Regions from separate parts of the Mus musculus genome. Here all the other regions are linked to region 3. Evidence: chromatin contacts called from public HiChIP or PLAC-seq and promoter capture Hi-C data. All regions are on one chromosome and are shown on one strand. The core of a region is the stretch at or near the end of the contact, and the rest is flanking DNA. Distances in the headings are between cores, read along the strand shown. Region 1 overlaps Cnnm2 (cyclin M2). Region 2 has its middle 6.8 kb from the start of Gm41858. Region 3 holds the start of Neurl1a (neuralized E3 ubiquitin protein ligase 1A). Region 4 holds the start of Cyp17a1 (cytochrome P450, family 17, subfamily a, polypeptide 1).

Region 1 (2,898 bases), core at 248-2,747, 320 kb after region 3:
ATCAGTGCACTGCGGATGCTGGGCTGCAGCTCCCATGGTGGGTTCCCTGAACTGGCAGTAGATAAGAGCCACCAGGTTTTCATTTCATTATCTACTGTTGCCATCACTGCAGAGAAGACCACATATTTTTAACGGGCCCTCCGATGTAGAAAAAAATAGTCTCAAAACATGCCCTGGAACTGACCATGGAAAGCTCCACCCCTCTCTCCCTTCCCTCCCACCACTGACAGAGTTGAAACAGCAGCACTCAGGCTCAGTGGCCACTTTCAAAGTTAGAGCAGATTCAAAAGGAAGGCAGGAAGCAAGAGGGAGGCAGGACTCTGGAGGAGGCTGAGGGGGAGTGAACATGATTAAAACAGCACACACAGTGAAATCCTCCGCAGACAAGCACACACACAGAAGCTAACACATGAGAAATAAAATCCCAGCATGGGGCTGGGCAGTCCAGTCAGTTCACCAGTTTGGAGCACTTGTTGATCTTGCAGAGGACCCAAGTTTAGTTCCCAGCACCTACAAGGCAGCTTACAACCATCCATAACTCCAGTCCCAGGGTATCTGAGCCCCTCTTCTGGCCTTCAAGGGCACCAGGCACACACACAGTGCACAAAAAAACATGCAGGCAAAACACTCATACACAAAAATAAAAAGACAAATCTAAAAAAAAAAGTACTAAAACCTCAGATTAAAGGACCCTCCCCAGGGAGAGAGGAGAGAGAATTTTCGGAGGGGAAACTAGGAAAGGGGCTAACATTTGAAATGTAAATAAAGAAAATATCTAATGAAAAATAAAATAAATTAAAAAATGAAAAAAGGCCCCTCCCCCCCCCCCAGGCCCAGCACTGGCTAGTTCTCCATTTGCTCGAGTTTAAAGCTGCTGCGCCCCGCCCCTCCACAGAGGGAAGCTTTTCTGACAGGCAGGTTCTGGGGACAACAGGAACATCTGTTTATATAAGTGTCAGTAGTTTCAAATAACCTCACCGGGCTGAGCTTAGGGCCATCCCTACTGGGAAATGGCTTAGAATCAAGTGGCTGCCCCCACACAGCGTTTCCTTATAGGAAAGGCTCTACGTTACTGACTTCACTTTTGAAATATTCATAAGCTTACTCTATAAATTAAAAAAAAAAAACAGAACAGGACATGAGGGGCTTCAGCCTTTCTCAGAGGAGCTAGGGTGATTTGTAAATGGATAGGGTGAGAAGGAGGCCTATCTGGATATGCTGGCATGTCACTATTATCCCAACTCAGGAGGCAGAGATAGGAAAATCACAAGTTCAAAGCCAGGCTATATAGCAAGGTCCTGTCTAAAAATAATTCTTAATAACAGTCTTAAAGAGGCTCTGGAAGGACATGTAATTCTGGAGCAAGGATGGCTTCCTACGTAAGAAGTCAGTCACAGAATCTCCGCTTCCTCCGGATCCTAGTCAGATATGACGCTATCTGAGTCAGTATGGCCCAATAACCCATGCAGTAGATAACCTTGTGGTTACTGTGGCCGGTCCACTCTTGGGCTGGGTGCTTCCTGTGCTCGTTGCAGTCACAAAACCACCACTGGGGCTCGCTTTCAGAGAGGAGAGAGCCGGCTGCAGATGTGGCTCCATTGGTCGGGTGCTTGCCCGGCATATACAAAGCGTGGTCTGCATAAAGCTAGGTGCGTGCCTGTAAAGCCAGTGCATAGGAGGCAACGCTCAAGGCCAGCCTGGACTGTCTGCGATCTTGTGACAGATGAAAAGAGGGAAAGGAAAGGGAAAATGGGAAAGAAGCCAGGGAAGTGGGTGCCAAGAGGACAATGTGGGGTGTCTCCTGCCCATGCCACTCAGAGCTGCCCGTCTGCTCCTCGTGTGGCTGCGGCACTTACAAGCTATCTAGTCATGGCTTTGTATCTGGTGGCTGTACATGGGAGCCTAGGATTCTGCAAGCTCACCTCAGAAATGGATATTTTAAAAAATGGTGGGCAAAAATATTAATTCATACATATCCATCTGGTTGTTTACAACCATACTCGTGTACTAAGAGGCAAGACTCAAATCCCAGTGGCTAAGCTCGATTCTGCACCAACTGGGAGCATTCGACAAGATCATGGGCAATTCCCGTGCACGTCGAGGTTGGAGAAACCCTGAGCAGGAGAGCACAGAAAAGAGAGCGCATGGCAGTCCCAGAGACAGCTCAGACACGTCCACTGCAGGTCAAACAGTGGCAGCGTGCACCCAAAGAACAGTGAGAGTCGTTTAAACGCAGCCAAAGACCTGAGAGGTTACAAATAAACACTAATCTGAGAAGGGAGTGAAACCCACTTTAGAGCAAACATGTCTTTTAAATCTGTATCAGAAGCTTTGAGAAATATGATGGGACAGCTGAAGAGGAGGAGGAAGAAGAAAGGGGTATTTATTAATCTGTATGTGACAAGAGCAAGAGTAATGCCAGGGGAAGTTCCTGTCCACTAAACGCCTGGCAGAGGCGGGGCCCAGGCTTTCTGTTTACTGTGCTGGAGACTGCTCACAGTCTGCCCTGTGCTGGGGAGAGCAGTGGCTTATTTGGATATTTAGATATGTTACTTCCCGGAGGATGGATAAGACCTCCCCACACACAGACACACAGCCACTATAGAAATGACAGTGATCTGGTCCAGCTTGCCTTTTGGTAAGAAAAACTGTGTCTAGCAGTTACAGTTACGGTGCATATAAGTGAGAGAAGACACACCTAACCCTTGAGAGACTTGGAAGCCCCAGGGAGTGGGGGGTTGGGGGTGGACATCCTCTTGGAGATGGGGAGTGCAGAGTGGGAGAGAAGGAATGGGACGAGAAACTGTCAGAAGGCAGACCAGGAGGGGGATAATGAATACAAATTAAAAAACAAAAACAAAAACAGGCAGGCTCTCACACTATTCAGGTTGGCCTTGA
Region 2 (3,231 bases), core at 325-2,824, 310 kb before region 3:
CTGGGATTTTCATTTTCACCAGTTGACTGGACTGGTGTAGCTAATTGGGGCACTGGGCCACACCCATTTTGATCGCCTCTGCAAGGAAATGTACCCTAGGGGCCGAGGGTCTTTATTTTTCATTCTGAGGATGGGCCATGAATAAAGGACTCGAGGGAAGGGAAAGGGAGCACGGAACACACTTCTATTATGTCCTTAGCTCTGCGTCTCAGAATAATGGCGGCCCTGCATGATGTCTGCGGCAACCGCTGACATCCGTGCCATACTGAAACAAGTGGACAATGAATTTACTCTCGGATGAGTGGCATGCTCCTCCACTGAGTTGTTAGCATAGCCGTTGTTTTCCCATAGCCCTTTGTAAGTAGCAGGCAAGCTTTACCTCAGGGAAGCAGTGTGGAGCTGAGTTGGGGAGTTGCTAGTGCATACAGCCTGGGGAGTGTTTTCTGGAAGCCTGGAGCCTGGGGAGGGTTTCCAGATAAGTAGACCCCGAGGCAATGCAGACTGGAATGTCTTCTCTGACAGTCCCGTGGCAGAGGCCAGGATGACAGGGCTGGGATTGCAGGGGTGGGGATGGCAGAGGCTGAGATGGCAGGGATGGGGATAGGAGGACTCCTGTGCTGAGGCTCTGTGATGTCTCTGAGAAGGGCGGGACCTCAGCCTGGGTCATAGCTTCAGCTAAGATTCCAGGCCTAAATTTGCTAAGGAGGGGACCACAAATGTCCTGTCCTGAAGGGACATGAAGTTTGAACCCTGCTCTATCAGCGTAGGCTTTGGCCTCAGAAGGATGGTAGCTCTGTCCTGTTCTCCAGCTGTTTAATTCTAGAGTCCCATGGATCCTCAGGGAAGGGTGAACCTGTCTCATTCACCCTCCCACTACCTCCCGCCAGCCTAGAGGACAAAGGCTCGCCTGAGACAACTGAAATTAAAGAAAAAGGAAATGACAAGTCTCAAGCACTTGAGTTTTGAAAGTAAATCTCATAAAGGCACAGTTAGAAGAAATTCCCGGTAACTCTCAGAATGAGGTCATTCTACACGCCTGTGTTTCAGAATGCTGTTTTGAGTGGGAAGGAACGGCATAATGTCACAGTTTGGTTCTGGAGACATTGTTGGTTATTCTCCCAAGGACAAAAAAGCCCGTCCTGCATCACTGCAGAAACACAATTGGAAACCACTCCTTAGAGACGGTGGGAGAGGGGTTGACAAGATGGCTCAGCGGGGATAAGCAGTTGCCTCAAAGCCTAATGATTCCATTTCAACCCCCAGAACATACATGGTGGAAGGAAAGAGCTCATTCCTAAGCTGTCCCATACTCTACATAAGTGTTGTAGAACACAGAAACACTCTGTGTGTGTGTGTGTGTGTGTGTGTGTGTGTGTACAGTGTCTTGGCAGGGTCCACCCTTTTATAATCTACCCTGTCCCACAGGGTATGCCTTTGACATACTAATGAGCAAGGAAAATGACCTGTAACTCTGGTATGACCCTGCTTGCACCTGGCTATGCAGGAGCAAGTGGATGCTGGTAAGTGAGCAATGCATTCCAACTCAGAAGATGCCAAAAACCTCTGAGCCATGCGTGAGTCTTCTCTCAACATGAAGGAGCATGATGACTTACATACTGCAGTGGCAGCTGCTAGCCCAGCCCAGCCCAGCCCAGCCCAGCCCAGCCCAGCCCAGCCCAGCCCAGAAACTTCAGTATTGTCAGCAAGCTCTGCCTGTGCCTGCTGCATCTGCTTGCGTCTGGGCTTGCCTGCCCTTGGTGAAGGGCAAGGAATGGGACCTGCTCTCCTGGAAAAGACAGCTGGCTTGGGAATGCTGGTCTCAGCACTCCAGTAGGGGTTGGGCCACCAACACAGGCAGACTTGGAATTTTCCATCAAATGAGTCATAAGGCACATGATTTATAACTTTGAGGTACAAAAGGGTTTTGACCTCAGGCTTTAAATTTTTTTATAGCAACATTTAAACATTGGTTACCATCTGTATATAAGAAAAAGTGTGTGTGTGTGTGTGTGTGTGTGTGTGTGTGTGTGTGTGTGTGTGTGTGTGTGTATCTTTGGCAGTAGAACTTACTTACAGGGCAGGTAGACCAGATAGCCCATGCCTACTGCAGTGGTTCAGGGGAATTAGTATCAAGGCAGCGAAACAGAGATCAGGCAATACAACAGAACCTGAGACAGACAGAAGATGATAAGTAAGGTATGCCAGGCAGACCACAGCAAACACTTCAGGATTGTCAGACTTGTGGGGTCAGGGGTGGGGCTCCGGATTGCTTTGGAGTCTGAACTGGTGACAGAAGAAATGCCGGAAGAGGACATTCGAAAATAAGGAGTTCCATGTAGAAATGGACTGGAGAGACGGCTCCACCGTTAAGAGCACTTCCTGCTGCCAACACAAGAAACACAACTATTATCTCAAAGGATACCAGAAATAGTTAATTTTGGAGCCAAATCTGAGTGACCATGGCCCGGGAATACAGATTTAGGTGACCTCAAATTGTGTTCCAATGTGGAAGGAGTTTCATGAAGTGTTTATGGTAACAAAACAAAGTCCTAAATCAAGATGCTTTTAAATACATAGGTGGATACATTAGGCAGTTAGGTTATAGCAATACAGGGAGCACTCTAGGCCTGAGGCTCTAGCTGAGAACATTCTGAGTCCTTTGATTGGTGGAACTAGGGTTTGCTAATACATCCCAAAAGGTTTTTATCGGTTAGTCACAAGGTCTTGGACCTGACTTTGTCAGTTATGGGCTTAGTCATGGGCTGTTAGGTCCAACACAGAGGTAGGTGGACAGAGAAGGACCATTTAGGGGCTAAAGAGAGCCCAAACGGACTGTAACTAGGCATTGGACCAGCAACACCCCAGCCTCTTCCCATCTCAAGTTCTTGCCAGGAGTTCTCGTCCACACTGCTTTTCCTTCCACAGGACCTCAGTTTGATTCTCAGAGCCTAGATTGAGTGGCTTCCAACCAACAGAACCTAGAAGAGGTATAGCTTCTTTAATCCCAGCTCCAGAGGCAGGCAGATTTCTGTGAGTTCAAGGCCAACCTGGTCTATCTAAATCAAGAGTTCCAGGACAGCCGGACCTGTGAGACTTGCCTCATAACCAAAAAAGACAAAAACTACCTAAAATGGCTTCTTAAACTGGTTTACAGTTTGCTTGAAAGTGCATGTAGAGAGACACACACGGGCTGGTGAGATGGCTCAACAGGTAAGAGCACCCGACTGCTCT
Region 3 (2,981 bases), core at 318-2,817:
TGCAACCTGTCTCTAATAAAGATGAAAAAAAAAAAAATCAGCTTTCCAGAGAGAATTAGCTGGGTCCAGGCGCCCAGGAAACCAAGCAGCATCTTCCAAAGGTCAGAGACATGTTGGAAGCTGGAAGGCCTGGGGCAGAGCCTCGGGCCTCCCCCAGAGGGTGCTGGATGGGCCATAGACAGCAAACCCTCCCGATAACGTTCCATCTGTTTGGAAGCTCCCTTCCCCTCTTTCTAGGGTTCAGACCAGATACTTTGTCTTTGGATGCACAAAACAAACAAACAAACAAATAAACAAACAAAACCAAACAACCTGACTCAGACGGTGCAAAAGATCACCCACTTGCAAAGACCCCGGGAGCACGCGTCTGCCCTTCTAGTCCTGAATCTCTAAGACCCTCTGCTTGGAAATGCAACTAGTGCTTCCAGCGGGATCTCCCCCAGCCCTAGGCAAATGCAAAAAAGACCACAATGACTCTCTTGGGAGGCTCATCTGGAAAAACCTAGGTTTCCCTCCACACTGCCCTATCCAGCCGGCAAATGTTTTTCCCACCTCTTCTCACCGCTTAGCATCACTGGAGGGGACTCCAGTGACGTTGCCAGGGCAGATAAGGAGAATTGCGCAGACCCCCACCGACCGCCATCCTCCCTCATCTCCACCATCAGCACCGGTCAGCTGCCACCACAGCCCACCTCCACTGTCAGAAGCGCCTCTCCCGCCCTCCAAATGCACACAACAGGTGGCACCTGCCGGTCGTCCCCAACCGCACCCCTGCCCACCACTCCACCTGCGCCGCAACCCTCCCTGCAATTGCTCCCCGGTCAGCGAAGCCTACCTTTGAGGTTCTGGGGGTGGCCCCGCGACGCGCGGCTCGGGTTTCCTCGCTGCAGAGAGGAGACACTGGAGAAGTTGTTACCCATGGCATCGGCCCCCCGGGGGTGCTCCGGCGGGAGCCAGGCAAGGCTGGGCAGGAGCGGAGGAAAGGTGTGCAAGTGTGTGCGCGCGCGGGTGCGCGCTGCCAGGGGAGGGCCCTGGCGGGGCTGCGACCGGGGGCGGGCGGTTTGCTGTCTCCGGCTCTCCCTGGGCTTGGCGGTCTTCGCTCGGCGGGTCCTGCCCGCCGTGGGGGTCCTCGCGCCACCCGGCTACCGGGCTCCCATGCCCCGCGCCCGGGGCGGCCCGGCCCCTGGGCCCCGGCCCGCGGCGCGAGCCGCTGCGCTCTGCCTGGTGCTGGAGCTCGGATTCCGGCTGCGGGTGGGCGGCGCAGCGGCGGCGCGCTCCCCGCGGGCCATAGAGTCGGGGCTCGGCGCGCGGCTGCTCGGAGGCTCGTCGGCGGGCTCGGTCCCCGCCCGCGGGGACGGCCGCGGCGACGTGCGTGGCGCCCTCCCGCCCGCGGGTGAGCTTGCAGCGCCCGGCTCGTGTGGACCGCCCCCGCTCCCGCCAGGTCCCTCCCGAGGCCGCCGCCCCCAACCCCCGCCCTAGCGTCGCCAGGACTCCGGGGCTCCGGTTGTTATGGCGACAGCTGCGCAGGTTAATGAGCGTCTTAGTGACACGCGCGCGCCCGCTCTGCCAGATGTGGGTCTCGGGGCGCGCCGCGTTCCCGCTGGCTATAAGTTCTCGAAGGCGCGCGGGACCCAGGGTTGGGGGCGGCACTGCTCCGGACCTGACGTCAGGAATAGATGGGAGCTTCGGAGGTTGAGCGTCTCCCTGTCCTGGGACATAGAACCTGAAAACAAGAGGAAGAGGACCGCCACAACGCTGGGAGCCCCGGAGCCAGGGCGTGGCGAGGTAGCCCTAATGGAGGCTCCCTAGCACGGGATTCAGGGCCTGGCACGTGTTAAAACGCTCAGGAGTGAGTGGATAATGAATTAAGACAATTGAGATCAGGAATACAGTCACCTCCCCTTCGCTGTAGTTGGAACTTCCAATCAGAACCCCAGTCAGACCATTTCCTGACTGTTCAAACATCCTTTGCATGTTCAAGAACGGAGAACCACAAGACCAGAAGCAAGCCGATGGGACCCAGCTCAGGTACAAACCATGAGAGAGATATCGGTTCCAAGTTGAATTATTCTGTCAGCTGGAAAACTAAGAGATTGGGGAAGGGATAGAGGGGGTGCTATAGCCTATAGTAGACCAAGGTGGCTTCCTCGAGGAAGGGGGCAGTCTGTAAATGTCCTGTTCACGTGACTCTTCCATCTGTGTAGCTCAGCACTGCTACCTGCAGGAGGGACCAGGAAGTCATCTTGGATCTGGGGCGGTTATTTCTCCCAGTGTATCATGGGGGAGAAGACAGTCCGTCTGTCCATCTCACACCTTCATCAGCCTTGCTGCTTCTCGGGGCCATCGCTCACTCTAACCGGACTTTCCCAACTCGGATCCAGAGTGAGCCCTGGGTCATGAGTGGGACACAGACATCTCCTCCATCCTTTTCTGGAAGTTTCTCCATAGGACCCATCCTCAATGTGTAGGCACAGCTCTTTCCTGACCACCCCAGCTAAGCATCTCTGCCTCTCTCTATCATTCTCCATAGGGTCATCCCATTCTCTTCGTGGCTTTTATATGACTTTGCCTAAAAGTAGCCTTTTCTGCTTGGTTAGATTCGGCTTCTCTTGATAGAGAATAAGCTTGCTGAGGGGAGAGTCGGCCAGCCACTTTCCTCACAGTGTTCTAGCTCCCAGGGCAGGGACATGCGGATTCTCAGAAGTATTTGTACAGTGAATGGATCCCCATGCCTGCCAGCAGTAAAATCCTACTGTGATCTTTAGACATCATCTCTGATCCCCTTTAGCCCCCTGTCCTGCCTTTTACTCTCCTCTGATTGCACATGTTATATCCTTAAGTTTCAGAGACTCCAGGCAAGCTAGAAATACCTGTGAAAGGTATGCTCTGGTGTTTGAGGAGAAAGACAACCAGGCCCCCAGTCCCAGCCCCAGCCCCAAGCCTCTGGGGTGCCTGGGATCAGGTGCTGACTGGCTACAGAA
Region 4 (2,762 bases), core at 160-2,659, 510 kb after region 3:
CTCTTCCACCTTTGGTGTTGGGGCTGGCATTGCTCTCAATGACAACTTTGTAAAGGTCATTTCCTGGTAAGAAAATGAATATGGCTACAGCAACAGGGTGGTGGACCTCATGGCCTACATGGCCTTCAAGGAGTAAGAAACCCTGGACCACCCACCCCAGCAAGGACACTGAGAGCAAGAGAGAGGCCCTCGGTTGCTGAGGAGTCCCTAGCCCAACTCTGAGCATCTCCCTCACAATTTCCATCCCAGACCCCCATAATAACAGGAGGGGCCTAGGGAGCCCTCCCTACCCTCTTGAATACCATCAATAAAATTCGCTGCACAATACATATATATATATATATATATATATATATATATATATATATACGCCTAAAATGTAAACTTTTGCTGTTGATCTTGAGTGGGCCATAGTGTTTTATAGCCCAGGGTGACTTCAGACTTCCTATGAAACTGAGGCTGGCCCAACCCTCCTGTGTCTGCTGGGATTACAGCTGAGTATTGGCATTGCCGTCCCTAAAATGTACCTTTAAAAATGATTAAAGAGGCAGAGAGATGGCTCAAATGTAATAAATTTTTAAAATGACAATTAAAATGTTACTCTGTAATTTTTGTGTTTAAGATACTAGTTAGATATTTTATATGATTTTTAACTAGTGTTTTATTATTTTATAGGCATGAGTGTTTTACCTGCATGTATGTATGCAGACCGTGTGTGTTGGGGGTGCTTTCAGGGGCCAGAAGGTGCTTTCCTGGAACCAGAGGTACAGAAAGTTGTGAGCTACCATGTCAGTGCTGGGAATCTAACCTGGGTCTTCTGGAAGAGCAACGAGGCATCTTGACTGCTGAGCCATCTCTCCAGCTCTTAGTTAAAGTATTTTAAATGATGCATTTTACGTTTTATACATAGTAACATGACAAAATCATTTATTTCCAGAAAATATTAAATAGCCCATTCAAGAGAATGTACCTAGAAAGTAACCAAGCTATTTGAACAGAGACCTGCAATGGCCCTTGAGCTGATGTTCTGTGTACCTGAAAGCCTATGACTTCTGGATTCTTATCATCACTGCCTTGTGTGACCTTATGCAAACTAACCCTAAAAGACCTCTCTCTCCTCAACTATCAGATAATAAGACTGAAGTCTCTTTGACAGCTTTGGCTAGCTGCAACCTGATGACATTAATTATTAACTGTGCAGCACTTTTGACATTACAGCACGCACTCTGAAACCTTGATCTTAATCTGATAGCATTTGCCTCTGGGAGGATCCATAGCGCAGAAGCCCCAGGGAGATGACCAACTCTCTGCTCTTTAGCCAGCTCCTCCTCCAGGAGTTCGTCCTTAATCTGAGCCAGCCCTTGTGGAGGCCAAATTCCCTCTCCTCTCCCTTTTCTGGGTGAGGACTCAGGCTTGGAGACACTCCAGGATAAACTTCTGCAGGCCAAGAGATAACACGTCTTCAAGGTGACAATCAGAAACGCCTTTTAAAAGTTCTCCTTCTCTGCTGAAATTGCTGTAGCTTCTCCACTCCACAGCTGGCCATCTGCCTACACCTGGCTGCCATGTGGGAACTTGTGGGTCTCTTGCTGCTCATCCTGGCCTATTTCTTTTGGCCCAAGTCAAAGACACCTAATGCCAAGTTCCCCAGGAGCCTTCCATTCCTGCCCCTGGTGGGTAGTCTACCGTTTCTCCCCAGACGTGGTCATATGCATGCCAACTTCTTCAAGCTGCAGGAAAAGTATGGTCCCATCTATTCTCTTCGCCTGGGTACCACAACTGCAGTGATTGTCGGTCACTATCAGCTGGCCAGAGAAGTGCTCGTGAAGAAGGGGAAAGAATTCTCTGGTCGGCCCCAGATGGTAAGCAGTGCCAACCCTCCTCTTCCTCGGTCCCTGGGGTTGTACAGTTCTTATTTCTTTCAAAATCAGACTTGTGGGACTGCTCCCTCAAGACCCTACCGAACCTCTAAACTGGGAAGGAGGAATTAACGGGAAAACCCTTGAATGGCTTGTCTAGCAAGATGGTGCAGGGACCTGCAGAGCTGAGAAGCCTGTATGCCACTCACCTTCCCCTCTATGATACGATAATCATTCTAGAATATCCAGGCAAAGCCTTTAGCCCAGACCCAGAGCTAAAGTTCTCTATAAGTGTGACATTGTTGGGAAATAGGGCAGTGATTGCATCCTCCACCAGAAGATGCTTGGAGAAGCGGCTGGCATCATGGAGGGCTAGGACTGCAGTTTCTCTTATATGGCTTTGGCTCACAGATAGCTGGGGGAATATTACAGGGGGAGAGGGGACAAGGGACAGGGACATACAGTAGTATCTTGGGGCATCTGTTCTCATTTGTGCTGACTGTTGAGTAGCCATCCTACAAACACCACCTGTGCTCCCATGACCCTGTTGCAAGTGTTCCCCTGGGTACCCCGATAGAGGACGACCAGCCTCAGCTTTTAACAGGCCAAAACAAATTCCTTTTCCATGCGCTGGTCAGCCAGCGTGGCTGCCCAACTGCCAGGCTCTCTCAGGTTTGGGTTCCTCTCAGAAGCAAAGGAATAAACTGGGCCAGGTGACGGCAGCACACGCCTTTAAGGCTAGCACTTGGGAGGCAGAGGCAGAGGCAGGTAAATCTCTGGGTTTGAGGGCAGCCTGGTCTTGCCAATGCTATACGGGGAGAAGGAAGGAAGGAAGGAAGGAAGGAAGGAAGGAAGGAAGGAAGGGAATAAAACCATCACCACCACCCTGTGAATAAGAGACTA

Evidence for each region. Promoter capture Hi-C pulls out the DNA fragments that hold promoters and counts their contacts. HiChIP or PLAC-seq counts read pairs in DNA pulled down with a chosen protein or histone mark. Capture Hi-C pulls out chosen DNA fragments and counts their contacts.
Region 1: a contact with region 3 is called in an HNF4G HiChIP or PLAC-seq map of pancreatic cancer cells. The contact joins the enhancer-like site here to the promoter of Neurl1a in region 3. A contact is called at or near these places in 2 of 39 promoter capture datasets (embryonic stem cells and hippocampal neurons), 1 of 15 datasets of contacts at CTCF or cohesin (embryonic stem cells), 14 of 484 Hi-C or Micro-C datasets (the G1E-ER4 cell line, the N1E-115 cell line, cortical neurons and 3 more), 1 of 115 datasets of contacts at active chromatin or transcription factors (pancreatic cancer cells) and 1 of 9 other capture datasets (embryonic stem cells).
Region 2: a promoter capture Hi-C map of embryonic stem cells shows a contact between it and region 3, with 6 times the contacts expected there. The contact joins the enhancer-like site here to the promoter of Neurl1a in region 3. A contact is called at or near these places in 11 of 39 promoter capture datasets (the 3T3-L1 cell line, the C10 cell line, the HPC-7 cell line and 5 more), 1 of 15 datasets of contacts at CTCF or cohesin (pro-B cells), 20 of 484 Hi-C or Micro-C datasets (B cells, the C10 cell line, the HL-1 cell line and 11 more), 4 of 115 datasets of contacts at active chromatin or transcription factors (T-cell acute lymphoblastic leukemia, acute myeloid leukemia, embryonic stem cells and 1 more) and 3 of 9 other capture datasets (adipose tissue, embryonic stem cells and macrophages).
Region 4: a contact with region 3 is called in a promoter capture Hi-C map of liver. The contact joins the promoter of Cyp17a1 here to the promoter of Neurl1a in region 3. A contact is called at or near these places in 12 of 39 promoter capture datasets (the 3T3-L1 cell line, the C10 cell line, the HPC-7 cell line and 8 more), 2 of 15 datasets of contacts at CTCF or cohesin (embryonic stem cells and stem cell-derived epiblast-like cells), 26 of 484 Hi-C or Micro-C datasets (B cells, the C10 cell line, the G1E-ER4 cell line and 13 more) and 1 of 9 other capture datasets (liver).

What each region holds. Positions count from the first base shown.
Region 1 is chr19:46,862,315-46,865,212 of GRCm38.p6, reverse strand. All of the region lies in intron 4 of Cnnm2 (cyclin M2), which reads right to left. Among named protein-coding and RNA genes, the nearest start is that of Nt5c2, 99 kb to the left of the region's middle. Within about 2 kb of position 1,497, at least 93 of the 459 cell types and tissues checked have an H3K27ac peak or open chromatin away from gene starts, as enhancers often do. A contact at or near this core is called in the G1E-ER4 cell line and pancreatic cancer cells, where this site is marked.
Region 2 is chr19:47,490,499-47,493,729 of GRCm38.p6, reverse strand. No RefSeq gene overlaps it. Among named protein-coding and RNA genes, the nearest start is that of Gm41858, 6.8 kb to the right of the region's middle. Within about 2 kb of position 1,574, at least 77 of the 459 cell types and tissues checked have an H3K27ac peak or open chromatin away from gene starts, as enhancers often do. A contact at or near this core is called in the HL-1 cell line, bone marrow-derived macrophages, embryonic fibroblasts and 3 more, where this site is marked.
Region 3 is chr19:47,177,406-47,180,386 of GRCm38.p6, reverse strand. Neurl1a (neuralized E3 ubiquitin protein ligase 1A) reads right to left here and starts at 1,567. Exons shown (of 6, transcript NM_021360.4): 1 at 836-1,567. The coding sequence starts at 920.
Region 4 is chr19:46,671,647-46,674,408 of GRCm38.p6, reverse strand. It overlaps Cyp17a1 (cytochrome P450, family 17, subfamily a, polypeptide 1), which reads left to right and starts at 1,409. Exons shown (of 8, transcript NM_007809.3): 1 at 1,409-1,862. The coding sequence starts at 1,566. All of the region lies in intron 1 of Gm41857 (predicted gene, 41857), which reads right to left. It also overlaps the pseudogene Gm6967. RefSeq lists a cis regulatory region at 1,169-1,268 and a promoter at 492-1,541.